3 separate regions of the Sus scrofa genome follow, and regions 1 and 2 are each linked to region 3. A link is a contact called in public Hi-C data. All regions are on one chromosome and are shown on one strand. The core of a region is the stretch at or near the end of the contact, and the rest is flanking DNA. Distances in the headings are between cores, read along the strand shown. Region 1 has its middle 28 kb from the start of SMURF2. Region 2 holds the start of SMURF2 (E3 ubiquitin-protein ligase SMURF2). Region 3 has its middle 23 kb from the start of KPNA2.

The links. A called contact is a pair of places that touch in the nucleus more often than the background predicts.
Region 1: a contact with region 3 is called in a Hi-C map of skeletal muscle, with 6 times the contacts expected there. The contact joins two enhancer-like sites. A contact is called at or near these places in 5 of 47 Hi-C or Micro-C datasets (embryonic fibroblasts, fibroblasts, heart right ventricle and 2 more) and 1 of 2 datasets of contacts at active chromatin or transcription factors (skeletal muscle).
Region 2: a Hi-C map of embryonic fibroblasts shows a contact between it and region 3, with 2.0 times the contacts expected there. The contact joins the promoter of SMURF2 here to the enhancer-like site in region 3. A contact is called at or near these places in 1 of 5 promoter capture datasets (liver), 6 of 47 Hi-C or Micro-C datasets (alveolar macrophages, embryonic fibroblasts, fetal skeletal muscle and 2 more) and 2 of 2 datasets of contacts at active chromatin or transcription factors (alveolar macrophages and skeletal muscle).

What each region holds. Positions count from the first base shown.
Region 1 is chr12:14,338,233-14,342,886 of Sscrofa11.1, reverse strand. No RefSeq gene overlaps it. Among named protein-coding and RNA genes, the nearest start is that of SMURF2, 28 kb to the left of the region's middle. Within about 2 kb of position 1,591, at least 28 of the 83 cell types and tissues checked have an H3K27ac peak or open chromatin away from gene starts, as enhancers often do. A contact at or near this core is called in embryonic fibroblasts and skeletal muscle, where this site is marked.
Region 2 is chr12:14,367,325-14,371,978 of Sscrofa11.1, reverse strand. It overlaps SMURF2 (E3 ubiquitin-protein ligase SMURF2), which reads right to left and starts at 3,296. Exons shown (of 18, transcript XM_021066754.1): 1 at 3,176-3,296. The coding sequence starts at 3,227.
Region 3 is chr12:14,305,779-14,310,249 of Sscrofa11.1, reverse strand. No RefSeq gene overlaps it. Among named protein-coding and RNA genes, the nearest start is that of KPNA2, 23 kb to the right of the region's middle. Within about 2 kb of position 3,134, at least 31 of the 83 cell types and tissues checked have an H3K27ac peak or open chromatin away from gene starts, as enhancers often do. A contact at or near this core is called in alveolar macrophages, embryonic fibroblasts, fetal skeletal muscle and 2 more, where this site is marked.

The DNA.
Region 1 (4,654 bases), core at 342-2,841, 34 kb before region 3:
ACCAAGCTCCTGATACTCTGCCCCGGATCAACTCCTCCGATGGGGTCTCCATCAACTTCCTTGGGCTAAAAACATTGGTGTTATCTTTGTCTCATGTTTTTTCATGCCCTGTATTCCACCAGCAGATCCTGTGAGATCTATCTTCAGAATACCATTTGTATGGGGTTTTTGTTTTTTCTTTTTTTTTATGGCCAAACCTGTGGCATATGGAAGTTCCCAGGCTCGGTGTCAAATCAGAGCTGCAGCTTCCAGCCTACACCAAAGCCATGGCAACACCAGATCTGAGCCGCATTTGCAACCCACACCGCAGCTTGCAGCAACTCAGGATCCTTAATGCATCGAGTGAGACCAGGGATCGAACCTGCATCCTCATGGTCACTATGTCAGGTTCTTAAACTGCTGAGCCACAACACCCCTTGCTGCTACCTCTCTAGGCTACCATTATCTCTCCCCTAGTCTCCTGCAGTCCCCCATATAAGTGGTCTCCTGGTTTCCACATCCTGCCCTCACTCGCTTCAGGCTACTATCTATATAGCTTCCCAAGAGGTCTCGTTGAAACATAAAATAGATCCTGATACTCCTCTGTTAACTCTCCTGTGGCTTCCCATATCACAGGGTGACAGCGAAAGTCCATACTCCCACTCACAGGTGGCAGCGTGACATGGCTCCTTTTACCTCTCTGACTTTAACTCCTGTGCCTGTCCCCTCCTCACTCCACTGCAGCTGCACTGGCCTTTCCCCTGTTCACCCAACAGTCCAGGCACATTTCTACCTCAGGGCCTTTGCACATGCTGTTCTCTCTGCCTGGAATGCTCTTGCCGCCCCCTACCCCTACACTCAGCCTCCTTCAAGTCTTTACTGAAAGACTCCTCTTCCAGCAAGGAGCCTCCAGCCTCCTGGTTTAACATTTCACACTTCCCTCCACACCCAACATTTCATATTTTCTTTCCCAGCTTTGTTGTCTCCACTTAGCATTTATCACTATCTTACGCACCATAATTTTTTATATGTTTTATCTTGTTTATCAGCTGTCCCTGCCAGAGGATCGTACGTAATTGCCACGAGGACATTGATTTTTATGTTTTGTTTACCTCCATAGCCCAGCATCTAGAATAGGGCTTGGCACATAGTAGATACTTAATATTTATTGTATGAGTGAAGGAATGGATAGAAAGGACCTCTGCCTTAGATCCCGTCCTGGTTACCTGCGCCTGCGAAGCTGGCGCCGAATCAGCGGTGGCTTCTAAGCATCTCCAGTGAGTTGGAGTTGCCCATAGAAACATATTCCTGCTATACGCTCTCTCCCTGGCGTGCAGGGACCTGGGAAAAGCGGAGATGCTGATCAATATCTCTGACTGGGAAGGAAGATGGGATTAGGTACCAGAAATGAGAGGAAGGATGTCTCCGCCCGTCTGCTCCCAGCAGCAGAGGCTGCGATCTGCCTGGCAAGTCGCCTGCTCTCAGAAACAGGATGTGTCCAGAGAGGAAGTGACTGCAGACAGGGTTCGGGGGGGAAAATGCCCTGTGCCTGAGACAGAACACTTGAGGCTAGTCATTCTGGAGCCTTCCAAGGGTCCATTCCTGGGGGATGAGTAAATTCCGCTCCATGGGCCTGCGGTGACTCACTCTGTATCTTGGGGAATGTGCAGCCCATCCCTAAGACAGGGCGAACAGGTGTTTCCTTCTCTGGGGTTCCAGTTTGGGTGACTGACTGCTGACGGGAGAGGATGGTCATGCCAAGCCCACAGCCAGCTCGGGTGGGCTGGGAGATTAACCCACTTCTGTGCCAATGCCTCCCTGGGGATGCTGCGAGTGGGGCAATGAGGCGGCAGGTCTCGTTGCTTTGTCTGCCGCCTGGGGGAGGGACAACTCAGTGGCAGAGAGAGGAAAGAGCGCCTCTGTTAGGCTCTGCAGGAACTGTCAAGAGGGGCAGCTTTCTAGCAAGTCATTTTACCAATCTCGTAGCCCTTGATTTGAGGTCGGAGGTTAGACAGCGTAGAAGGCTCTTCATTCTCTGGGGATCTTTAGGCAACCTACTTTCTGTGCCTTCCCCGGGTGTGAGCTAGGGAGCAAGCTTGGCCTCTCAACTCAGGCGCCCAAGCAGAGGAATTTCCCAGCTTGATGGAGGTGGTCCAGCCTCCAGACCAGGGAGGCTGTGGTCTGAAGTCTTAGGTTGCAGCCAGAAGAGAGAGAAACAGTTCCTGCAGACTCTCCATGGCAGTGCTGCCCTGGTGGGCTCAAAAATGTGGACTCTGCATTTTGGCCAGAGGGCATTAATGTCATAAAATCTGTACCAGGAAACTTTTGATGAAAAACAGCTTGGCCATGTAAGACAAGAACCACAAACACAGTGCTCGGCATAGAAACGGGCAGATGCGTCAATTCAAGTTCCCAGAAGGACAGAAAAAGCAAGAAAACTCTCTCAACACTTGGTGCGACCACAGCAATCTCCAGGCAAGCTCGGCCTTATGTTTATGGCGAAACGCAGTGAGCAGCTCAAAGTTTGGAATGTTATCATGAGCACTACGATTATTATAAGAAAAGCTGCGGTATTTTTTTTTTTTCTTCCTCTCCAAAAAATAAAGCAAGCATCTTTAAGCTTGTCTTTGATATGAGGTTAAATATAGCAGGAGGTGTCATGTGGGCAGACTGCTCCTAATGCATTTATTTACAGACAAGAGCTCCTAGGGCGCAAGGCATCCCACAACCTTTTTTCTTTTTTGCGTAAGCAGTTGATTGTGATCATGTTTTCACATCAGTATGTACACATCTACATTCTTCTATATGCTTTCTCTAAACCGAGAAATAAAGTTGTCTTCCTTTCTCTTTCTTTCTTTTTTTTTTTTATGGCCACCCCCCATAGCATACGGAAGTTCCTGGGCCAGGGATTGAACCTGAGCTGTGGCCACTGCAGCTGGGGCAATGCTGGATCCTTTAACTCACTGCGCTGGGCAAGGGATCGAACCCTTACTTCCCCAGCCACTCAAGCCACTGAAGCTGGAGTCTTAAGCCACAGTGGGAATGCTAAAGAGGTCTTCCTTCGTGGAAGAAGTAGAGTCATCTCGGGAATGACCTGGAGGGGGGCCCCAAAGGAGGCATCCATTGTACTAGAAGCTCTGCTCAAGGTTCCCACAGGAGAAGCTCACTACCCCAGCCCTTGTTCAGTTAAGGAGATACTGGTCCATCTTTTGTCCAAGCCCCCTCTTCCATGGGACAGCTAGAAAGGTGCAAGGCTGCCACTAGGCTGCCTTGAGTTTCCCCTCCTGTAATTTCCCCTCGCCTTACTCCAACTTCACTTTTTCCTTCCTAGAAGCCGCAGATGGAAGGCAAAGCGACCAATCTTCCTCGTAGAGTGAACAACCCTCCTGGTTTGCCTGAGAAAGAGGGTTTTTCCCAGGACACGGGACTTAGAGTTTTAAAATCGGGTCAGTCCCAGGAACACCAGGAGGGTTAGTCACCCTATTCCCAGAATCATGGGGCATCAGGGGGACATGGTCAATTTTAACTGAGTTGCTGGAGATCCCCTTTCACAGTTCTTCCAAGGTCAGCTTGGAAATTTCTGGAAGGCATACCATCTGAGACTCCACTGGATCTGCTTAGGTCCCACGGCCACCCTGGAAACCTTCACCAGGAAAGGGGCTGGATGCCTGGGAAGCAGAGGAGAACTGGCCACCAGGAGGTGGGCCAGCCAAGGATGCCGACTGCTTCCCACTCTGCAGGGGCTCCGCGTGGCTGAGGCCAGCCGTAGCCTCTCCCCAGACTCTTGGCTTAATCTCACTGAGCCTCAGTTTCCTCATCTGTAAGTGGGAAGATGATTGCAATGCAGGGACCTGTGTCCAGCCCTTGGCCATAGCAAGTACTGAAGAAATCTCTGGTGACCTTTGAGTGGGAGCAAGGAATGTCTTAGTGGAGGTCCCTGCTGCCACCACCCCCTCAGGCAGACAGGTCCCCTCGTCCTCCCAGAGTTAGCCAGCCATTCACTCATCCCCCACCAAAGGCAGCAAGGGCAAGGGTCTTTCGGACCTTCTGGGTAAGTTTGGTTGGCGGGGGGAGTTGCACAAAGCTTTGCTTGTTAATTTTGCAGGACCCAGAAGGCACACTTGATACAACACAATGTTCACGACACTGTCTCAGACCACAAACCCCAAGAGTCTGAATGCTGAGACACTCCGGAAGTCTACAGGGTCCTCTCGTCTTCAGAGGCCCAGCCCAGCTCACAGGAATGGCATGCATCAAAAGACAGGAAGTCCTTACACGTCTGTCCCAACAAGCCACCAGACACTGGTCACCTTTATGTGGTTGCACAAGAAGTCGAGTTCTCAGGGAGGGGTGAGGTGATCTGGGACCTTCGGAGCCGAGGTGAAGCCTATGTCTGAGAAGTGAAGCCACCACAGGAAGCCAGGCTCCCCTCTGCCAAAAGGGGGGGTCAGAGCTGGGGCCTTGGCTCCCTTAAGGGATAAATGACATTTTGGGTCCTGTGTCCTTCCCTCTCTGTTTTTCCTTTTCTTTTTTTCTTATAGATTCTATAAGGAAGGATCACACATGTAATGCAAACCCCAGAAACAAGCCCCCAGAGAAACACAGACAAGAGTGGGTGGCCTTCCTTCAGGTTCTGATGTGTCAGGAGTTCCTCAGTGGAAATGAACCCGAATAG
Region 2 (4,654 bases), core at 2,047-4,546, 62 kb before region 3:
ATTAGCAATTATACTAAACTGCTTTTTCCAGCATTTGGTTTTCAAAAGCAATGATAATATAAAAAATGCCCAAAATTTTTTAACATAATCAAAGAGTATCTTCTATCTAAATCATTCAAAGAAAAACCTAATCATAAGTAATTGTACACAAACTTCACATTTTATAATCAATTTGCTCCACAAATACTAGTTGAAATTGATAGTTTTACCTTACAGCCCATTTTAATGATCAAGTGTTAATGTGTCATAAAAAAGAAAATAGCTTGATGGACCAAGTCAGATTTTAACTACCAATGACCTGAGGAATCTCAAATTTGGGATTAAATTAGCCCTGCCTTCTTTTCATCAAAAAACACCAAACAATTCGCTAGATGACTGTGGTCTTACAAATAATACGTGGCAAAGTCTAATATCTGTTGTGGGCAGAGAGCTCATGGTTCAAATATTTCTTCTGTTTGTGTGTATGTGAGAGTGCGTGTGAGAGAGAGACAGACAGATACCATGCAAGAACTGTTTACACCTTTCAGTAAAAGGGCACCTCTACATTAAGGATATAATTGAGTAACTACAATTCATAAAGCACCTTGGAATTAAAGGCACTATAAATTTAAAATACTAGCATGGTATTAACTTAAAGCAAAGAACAATTTAAAATCACCTTACAGACCACGTGTATTGTAAACCAAATAAAAATTCAGTATGGAATCCACTTTTTTTTTTAAGTAATTTTCCTCTATTATGGAACCCGGATCTAAATGAACTGTTAAACACTTAGTCTAAAGGTATGCCAAACATTTCTTAAAGTCTTAACAAAGAATCAACCTTTTTTTTTTTTTTTTTAAACAAAATGAGGCCTAGGTTAAATATTTTATTTGGCTTCTCAAGACGGACTGAAAAGTTGGGCACCAGCTCCAGACCAATTCCTGGACGCACATCAAACACAGCCCTGTCATTTATCCAGTCAGTCAAAACAATCTTTTCCATCTAACTCTTTAATGTTTATGTCCTAAAAAGCTGCTAATTGAATCCAGCTCTTGAAATCTATTTGTTAAAATCTATACCATCTAATTTGTAAATGAACAAAAATGAAAAAATACACGTTAACTTTCCTGGCAAAACAGAAGAGAATCTACCATATGTAACCAAAAGGGAGAGGACAATGTTTTTAATATTTGAATGGTTTTCTCTTAAAATATGACATATGACAGAGACAAATTCAAAACAAAACGATTTTAAGAAACTGACAGTATCTCCAACTGTTTTTGCAATTAAGGGGATACAGTGTATTAAAAATTCCTCAGAAAAATCTAAAAATACAAAATCACTCTATAAATTAGCCCAGTATTCCACCTCCCTCCAAAAAATAAGTGTAATCTTTATCCTAACTTTACTCATGACTTTTTATAATGTATCATATGCAGTAAGGAAACCACAGAAAAACACTTTAAGATTAAGTCACACTAAAAACCTGAAACTCATTTTATTTGCAGAAAATCGAAATCCTCATTTTCTCCCTCATTTTCTATTGTGAATATAGCCTAGAAGGAATTAAATGGCCACCAGCCTATTTGATGCTTTTGGCACACCTGGAATCACAGGTTCTTTCCATGATCACGGGCACAAGACTAACTCCAGGGAGGAACAGCAGTAGATAAACTCTAAAGCAACAAAGATCCCTTATAAAGGTTTCCATTGACTCATAGGAAAATAAGGAAACTGAATGGGGGAAATGAAGGGGACAGGCATCCCGCAACCCAGGTTTTCCATTAAGAACCACTCAGTTAATAATTTTTTGTGGGTTTTCCCTAGGGAAAGCAAAACTGTCATGAAAGTAATGTATTTTAAAAATTGCAGCCAACATACAGTCAAGGCTAAATTTTCAAATACCTAATTCAGCTGCACGTTTTTATCTTCAAAGTTCAGCCAGTGGACTGGGATGTGACACACAAGCACTCAATTACAAAATTAGTCCATATAAATCTCAAAGTCTACTGTAGGCGAACATAATTAGTTTATTCTTACACACACCCCCACACACGTACACACAGATTCTCTAAAGAAAGCCATTTTTCTCATGACAAATCCGAATATCAACGTGGGTAATTTATTAACAGTGAATGTTGAAACTAGGAATAAATACACTGGTCTCTACTCTTTTCAAAGCCAAAACAATTTTTCCTTAAAATGGGGTAACATGACCATGTAAGAATATTAAAAAAAATAGCACTGTAAGCAAAACGTACCTGTAACGTTAAAGATTTAATACCCTTGGAATCATAAACACTTCGTAAGAAAAGCCTGCTATCTAGCAACCCTTCCATTCTTTTCCATTTAGAAAGGAAAGGGGTGCAGAGTTGGGAACGAGAAAAACTTTGCTTCGCTGAAGTTTATATGAGCACGTATATAGAAATGTATCCCCCCCAACCCGCAAAATGTGTTTTTAAAGCAGGTCTAGAGCTAGAAGTGAAACACAAGTTCTGCGGCCTACAAGGAACAACCCCAAGCATGTTACCCTACAATCAAACACTTCCAAAACACAGAGTGTACAATGCGCCCGAGTCGTCGGATCAGGCAGACACACCGGAAAAGTCAACCTCAGTCTCCTTCCCTTTCAAAGTCGTGCGTCTCAGGTGTGTGGCACCGGCTGCCGCCGCTGGCAGCAGAGAGGAAAGGTTTTGCAGGCGGGCATAAGTGGGCCAACAAGTTAACAACCAGGGAACACACACACACACCCTCCCGTTAAGCGCTCCATCTTTAAGGAGTGTTTACTGCGCGCAGCCAGCAGCCGGATTCAATAATCCCCGCCGCAGGAGCTCCTCATCCTCTCGACGACCCCAGCTGGGCAGGAGCCCGGGGGCTGCTCCCCGAGGCCCCGGGAGAGAGCCGAGTTTCTTCGCCACGGCTTTTCGACCTCAAAACCTCCCGGAATTCCAATCCGGGACACCCCCCCCCCCAACAAAAGACCCCCGAGTCACCCGTGGCTTTTTTAAGAATTTCCAAACAAGGGAGAGTGGTTTTGCAATTACTCTCCTGAACTAGGCCTTTCACGTCCCCGACCCCCAACTCACCGTTGATCGCGACCCTGGCCCCTCTCAAGGCCACAGGCACCCCCCGCCAGCTTGCTCACCCCACCGGTGCCCCAGCCCGGCTCCCGCCGCCCGCCCAACCCCCTCACCTGTCAGGCGCAGCTTGACGGGCCCGTTCCTCCGGCCCCCGGGGTTAGACATGTCCCCGGCGGCGGGGGCGGCGGCGGCGGGGCTACGGCCCCGACGCGGGGCCCGGAGCCGGCGGGCGGGGCGGGGGCGACGGCGAGGCGCGGCGCAGTCACCACAGCGGCCGGGGCTGGGGCCCGAGCAGCCGGCGCCGCGGCCGCCACGGCCGGAGGGTCCCGGATGTGCCGAGCGTCGTCGCCATGAGCCGCGGAGGGAGCGGGACGCCGAGCTCCCCCCTCCTCCCACTTCTCCTTCCTCCGCCCGGGCCGCACAACAAAGCGGTAGCCGCGGCCGGCCGCGCCGCCTCCGCCCGCACCCCGCCGCCTCCACGCAACCGCCTCCGCCTTTCCCTCCTCTCGGCTCCGCGAGGCCCAGGAGCCGACGGGGCTGATGGGCTGAGGCGGGCGGTGCTCGGCGGCGCCGGAGCGGGACTCGGGCTCGGCCGCTTCCTCCTCCACCCGCCCTCTTGTCTGAGGGAACCCGGTCCTGGGGCCGCCGCCGCCACTCGTCTGCTCGGGGGGGTGGGGGGGGGAGGAGAGGAGGAGACGAGAGGCGGGGCCAGCGGGGCAGGGCGGGGCCGGTGGGCGGGGCCTGTGCGGGCGCGCGCCGGGTGCCCGGGGCGCAGGGGCGCCAGGCCCGGTGTCGGCCTGGGCGCGGCGGTCCGGGCCGGTGTGCTTGGTTGCAGAAGATGCCACGCAGAACTTGAGGAAGGAGTAGACAAAGGAGCAGGGTGTTGGCGCGGAGCTCTGTGCCGCCAGGAGGGCCTTAGCGTTTGGCCCACTTAATAGAGAGAGCTTTTGTCCGTGCAATGCAGACTGCTTTTATAAGACGCCCACTGCGTGCAAGGGGCTCTCTGAGGCTGGGGCGAGCAAAGTTAGAACTAAATCCGCAGCCCTCTGGGTTGAACGTCGCTAGGGTGAGGGAAGAGACACACCGAGGGTTCCAGCAAATCCCCAGGGGTGTTTTGCAACTGATACCATAGCTGCCACCTTCATTCAGGACTCACCTGGTGAATGAGATCAGGTTACCAGCCTACTTGGGCTCTTTTTTCAGCTGTAGTGCAAGGATAGGAGGATGATAATGCCTTAAAGGGGTTATTAACAAGATAAGCCTTGGAGAACAATGTATGGAAAGCTTTCCTGCAGAACTGTATTTCGTTATCTCAGAAGGAGAAAATAAAAGCTGAAATAAAAAAGTGTACCTTACCCTTTGACCATGTAATTGCAATTGCACTCTTAGGAAGTTATTCTTGACATATCATACATAGTACAGAAGATGTTCTTTGCAAAGTTCGGTTAATAACAGAAGGTAGGAATTCCCGTTGTGGCACAGTGGAAGTGAATCCCACTAGGAACCATGAGGTTGTGGGGTCGATCCCTGGCCTCGCTCAGTGGGTTAAGTATCCGGCTTTGTGGCGAGCTATGGTGTAGGTCGCAGACATG
Region 3 (4,471 bases), core at 1,885-4,384:
AGTAATAAAAAAGCAAAAAATAAAAATAAAAATATATATTTATATGGAAAAAAAAAGGAGTGATGTCATAAGAGGCTTTAGGAAGAGGTAATGTTTGAGGCAAGACCTAGCAGGAAGGAGTCACACGGAGATGTGTGGGGAGACTACTGCAGGAAGAGGGAATAGCACAAGCAAAGGCCCTGTGGCAGCAATAAGGTTAGGTTCAGGACTAGAGGAAAGACCAGTATAGCCTCAGCACAGTGAGCCTGGGAAAGTATGAGAGATGAGGTCAGAGAGCTGGGTGCCAGATGGGAGCCAGTTCACAGAAGGCTTTGCACACCACAGCAAGTTTTATTCCAAGTGTATTGCGAAGCCATTGTAAAGTATTAAGCAGAGGAGTGATAGGAGGCGATTTGTGTTTTTAAAAGACCCCGCTGGGAGTTCTTGCTGTGGCGCCCTGGATTAAGAATCTGACCGCATTGGCTTGAGTCACGGCAGAGGCACAGGTTCAATCTTTAGCCCAGGCGCAGTGGGTTAAAGGAGCCAGTATTGCCACAGCTGCAGCAAAAGTTGCAGCTGCAGTTCAGGTTCAATCCCTGGCCAGAGAACGTCCATATGCCCAGGTGCCACCATTAAAAAATAAACAGGAGTTCCCATCATGGCGCAGTGGTTAACGAATCCGACTAGGAACCATGAGGTTGCGGGTTCGGTCCCTGCCCTTGCTCAGCGGGTTAACGATCCGGCGTTGCCGTGAGCTGTGGTGTAGGTTGCAGATGCGGCTCGGATCCCGTGTTGCTGTGGCTGTGGTGTAGGCCGGTGGCTACAGCTCCGATTGGACCCCTAGCCTGGGAACCTCCATATGCCTCACCAGTGGCCCTAAAAAGCAAATTGGTTTCACACTCTTCTTTCTCCCAGCTTCACCTAGAAAGACAGCGTGGCTGCCTCTACTTTCCACCTCCTGGTCCATCCCTGCCTTCAGGCTGTGTCCTGGATCTCAGCATCTGCCTTCATAACCCCTTTAATGTACATTTGCCCCCAGTCAAGGATCCCATCCCAGATCATGGACTGCATTGAGTTATTGTCACAAATTGAATTGTTTCCGCTCAAAAAAAAATAAATAAAAAATAAAAAAATAAAAGATATGTCAAGCTTCTAATCTCTGGTACCTCAGAATGTGACTTTATTTGGTAATACGGTCTTTACAGCAGGCTTCAAGTTAAAATGAGGTCATTCGAGGGGGCAGGGGGCCAACACGAAGAGTCCTCATGAAAATGGAAATTTGCGCACAGAGACAGACACGCGTGGAGGGAAGATGACGTGAAGAGAGCACGGCCGTCGGCGAGCCAGGGACAGAGGCCTGGTCCAGACCCTCCTCCCAGGCCTCGGAAGGAAGCAAACCTGCTAGTACCTTGACCTCAGACTCGTGGCCCCCAGACCCTGAGATAATAAATTTCTGGTGTTTAAGTGCCCCAGTTTGTGGTATTTCATCACCACAGCCCCGGGAAACTGAGACCGTGGTCAGGTCACTTGAGTAGCCCTTCTGTCCTAACAAAGAGTATTTGAGCCACCCCTGGCCCTGAAGCCACAGGCTGCCTGGCTTCTGGAGCAAGTTTCGGGGGCATCCGTACTCCCCACCCAGTGGGACATGGCTGGATGTTCTGGCTTTAAATGTCTACCCGGGTGTTGGGGGGCACTAAGAATATACATTGTCCTCAGGCGGCCCATGGTCAGCAGGATGACGGGACCCCCTTCCCCTAAGGAATGGTATAGACACAACTTGGTGAGGGCAGTGGCAGGAGGGGGCCAAAGCGGGTGGCAGAGAAGAGCGAGGGACTGCATAGGGCTGTCCAGGAGGATCCTCCACGAAGGACAGTTCGGTTCTTTCGTTGTCAGCTGCACCCACAGCATGTGGAAGTTCCCTGGGCCAGGGATCGATTCCGAGCCGCATCTGCGACCTACACCACAGCTTCCGCGACGCTGGCTCTTTAATCCACTGTGCCCGGCCAGGGATCAAAGCTGGGCTGCTGCAGAGACCATGCCAGATCCCTAACCCGCTGCACCATAGGGAGAACTCCCAAGGACAGTTCAAGTTTGCAAAAATGAGAGATGAAAGTGAAATTCTCCAGTCTCTGTCCCTCGGCTGGAATTCCCTGTGGCTGCCTCTTGCTGAAGGCTGGACAGTGACAGCCTGGGATCTCCTTGGGCCTTGAGGAGGGAGAAGAGAAATAGCTGCTCACTGAAGAGGCCCTGCCAGAGCAACAGAATGGCTCAGTCTATTTATTGTGGGGCAAACAGGACCACGAAGCTCGGGGGGCCCAACCGGAAGCCGTGGCCAAAGTGGTTCCTTTTCTAAAAGGACAATGCAAAATGCACCTGGTTCCAGGGAACCCGGGTGTGGGGAGAGGTGTGTCTTCAACCCACACGGCTTGGGAGATTGTCCTCATGCTCCAGGCTGAGCCCAGGAACCCAGCTTAGTTCCTAGGTCTGAATGGGCTGACAGGTCACCAGATGCAGGGCTGAGAGAGAGGACACAAGCCATCGCTGAGTCACTTGGAAGACTGACGCCAGGGTTTTTCAACCTCAGCACCACTGGCATGTCGAGCAAGATCATTCTTTACTGTGGGGGTCAGGGGAGGGGGAGTCGTCTGTTCTGTGCTGTAGAGACTATGCTCAGTAGGACCCCTGATCTCTACCCACTTGGAAACCAGTTGTGTCCTCAAGATGAACCTCCAGATTGTCCGACATCCATCCCCTTGGAGTTGCAAAAGCACCTTCGATGGAGAGCAACTTTTTTTTTTTTTTTTCCGCCTTACCCGTGGCATGAGGTCATTCCAGGGCCGGGAATCAAATCAGCACCGCGGCAGCCACTTGAGCCACAGCAGTGATGACGCCAGGTCCTTAACCCACTAAGCCACCAGGGAACTCTAAGAACCACTGCTTTAGATAAAAATGACTCTGGGACGTGTTACATTTTTTTGCAATGACTTGAAATGACCCCATTTCAACACCAGGATCTGAACCCCACGGAATGCAACACAAAAGCAAATCAAGGAGGCAATTAATTACGGGCTGCCCAGCTGGCTTCTTCCTTGTAGTTTCAATCGCATTAGGCAGCCCACTTCCCTTCCTCTCCACTGTTTGAATGGTTGCTGTGCAGGGCGAAAAAACAGCGGCTGGTCCACCTCCGAGCTGGCCACATTTCAACAGCGGCTGGCGGGGAGCTCTCATGGGGCTTTCCAAGCTTAATTAGTTCATATTTGTAAAGTTCCTTAGGAAGCTCAGGCCAGGATGCGATGGGAAGTCCAAGCTACTAGGATTCCTGCCACACTCTTGAAAAGAACATTCCCGCATAAAAAGGCTGAGAGAGCCAGAAAAGAGCTCATAGGAGCCGGTGTGTGAATAGAGGAAGGAGTCCTTGGGAAGTGCATTTGAGACGGTAAAGAAAAGAGAGTAATACTTTCCAACTTTCTGGCCCTCCTCCTATTCTCTAGAGCAGGAAATTATTTCAAGTATTTCCTGAACAGCTGAAGTATGTTAGAGACCTGCTAACATTCTCTACATTATCTCCAGGAAATAGACGCCGAAGAATTTCTTTGCAACGAGAAACTATGTGGGCTCTGTTGCTCATTTCCACCTGAATGGGATGGAGACTCTTATTCTGGGAATTGGAGATGACAATCTCCTTAGATCATTTTGATGTCATACTCGGTGTCTTAAAGAACATGCCCTAGAGGAGAACTCTCCGGCGTGTGTGTGTGTGTGTGTGTGTGTGTGTGTGTGTGTGTGGGGGGAGAAAGGGGAGGAGAAGAGAGGGAAGCGAGGGGAGAGAGAGAGAGAGAAGGAAACTTTCTCTTTCTTTTTGGACCGAACCACGGCACGTGGAAATTCCCAGGCCAGGAACGGACCAAACTTGCGGCGCAGCAGCGACCCCAGCCACGGCAGGGACAGCACCGGCTCCTTAACTCGCTGTGCCACAAGGGAACTCCGAAAGAAACGTTCCTTGCCAGGTGGCTTAGCAATGTCAGTAACAGCTTGCTAGTTATCTAGTTATCTGCCATCTCCGGGTGGGGTTAAGAATGAGGTCAGCCTCTTCTGTTTTAGGCAGAATTCTAGAACGTGCAACAGAAGGAGGCTGATTAGCCCCATCCCACCTCCAGAGATTTGCCCCCTCCAAGGCCTGAGCCCATAAATCTCTTAGGGTGGGGGTCCGCAGGCAGCCTGCCCTGCTGGCCACGTTTAAGCCTCCCAAGCAAATCAATGCTGGGATGTTGGTGGGGTCATGAGAGCCATCTGGGAGCCAGCTGTGACTTTGGCCAGCGCATTCCCCCAGGCTCCGATGAAAGGGCTAGCAGGATTACCACGGCCGAAATACCAGGGGGAAATGGCAGTTTTGCCTCCCAAGCAAAGAACAAGGCGGAGAAAGCCAGCCAATTCCCGAAGAGAATGACAGATCCGATTATGCTGCTGAAGGCCAGGCAAGTTCCCTGCTCCC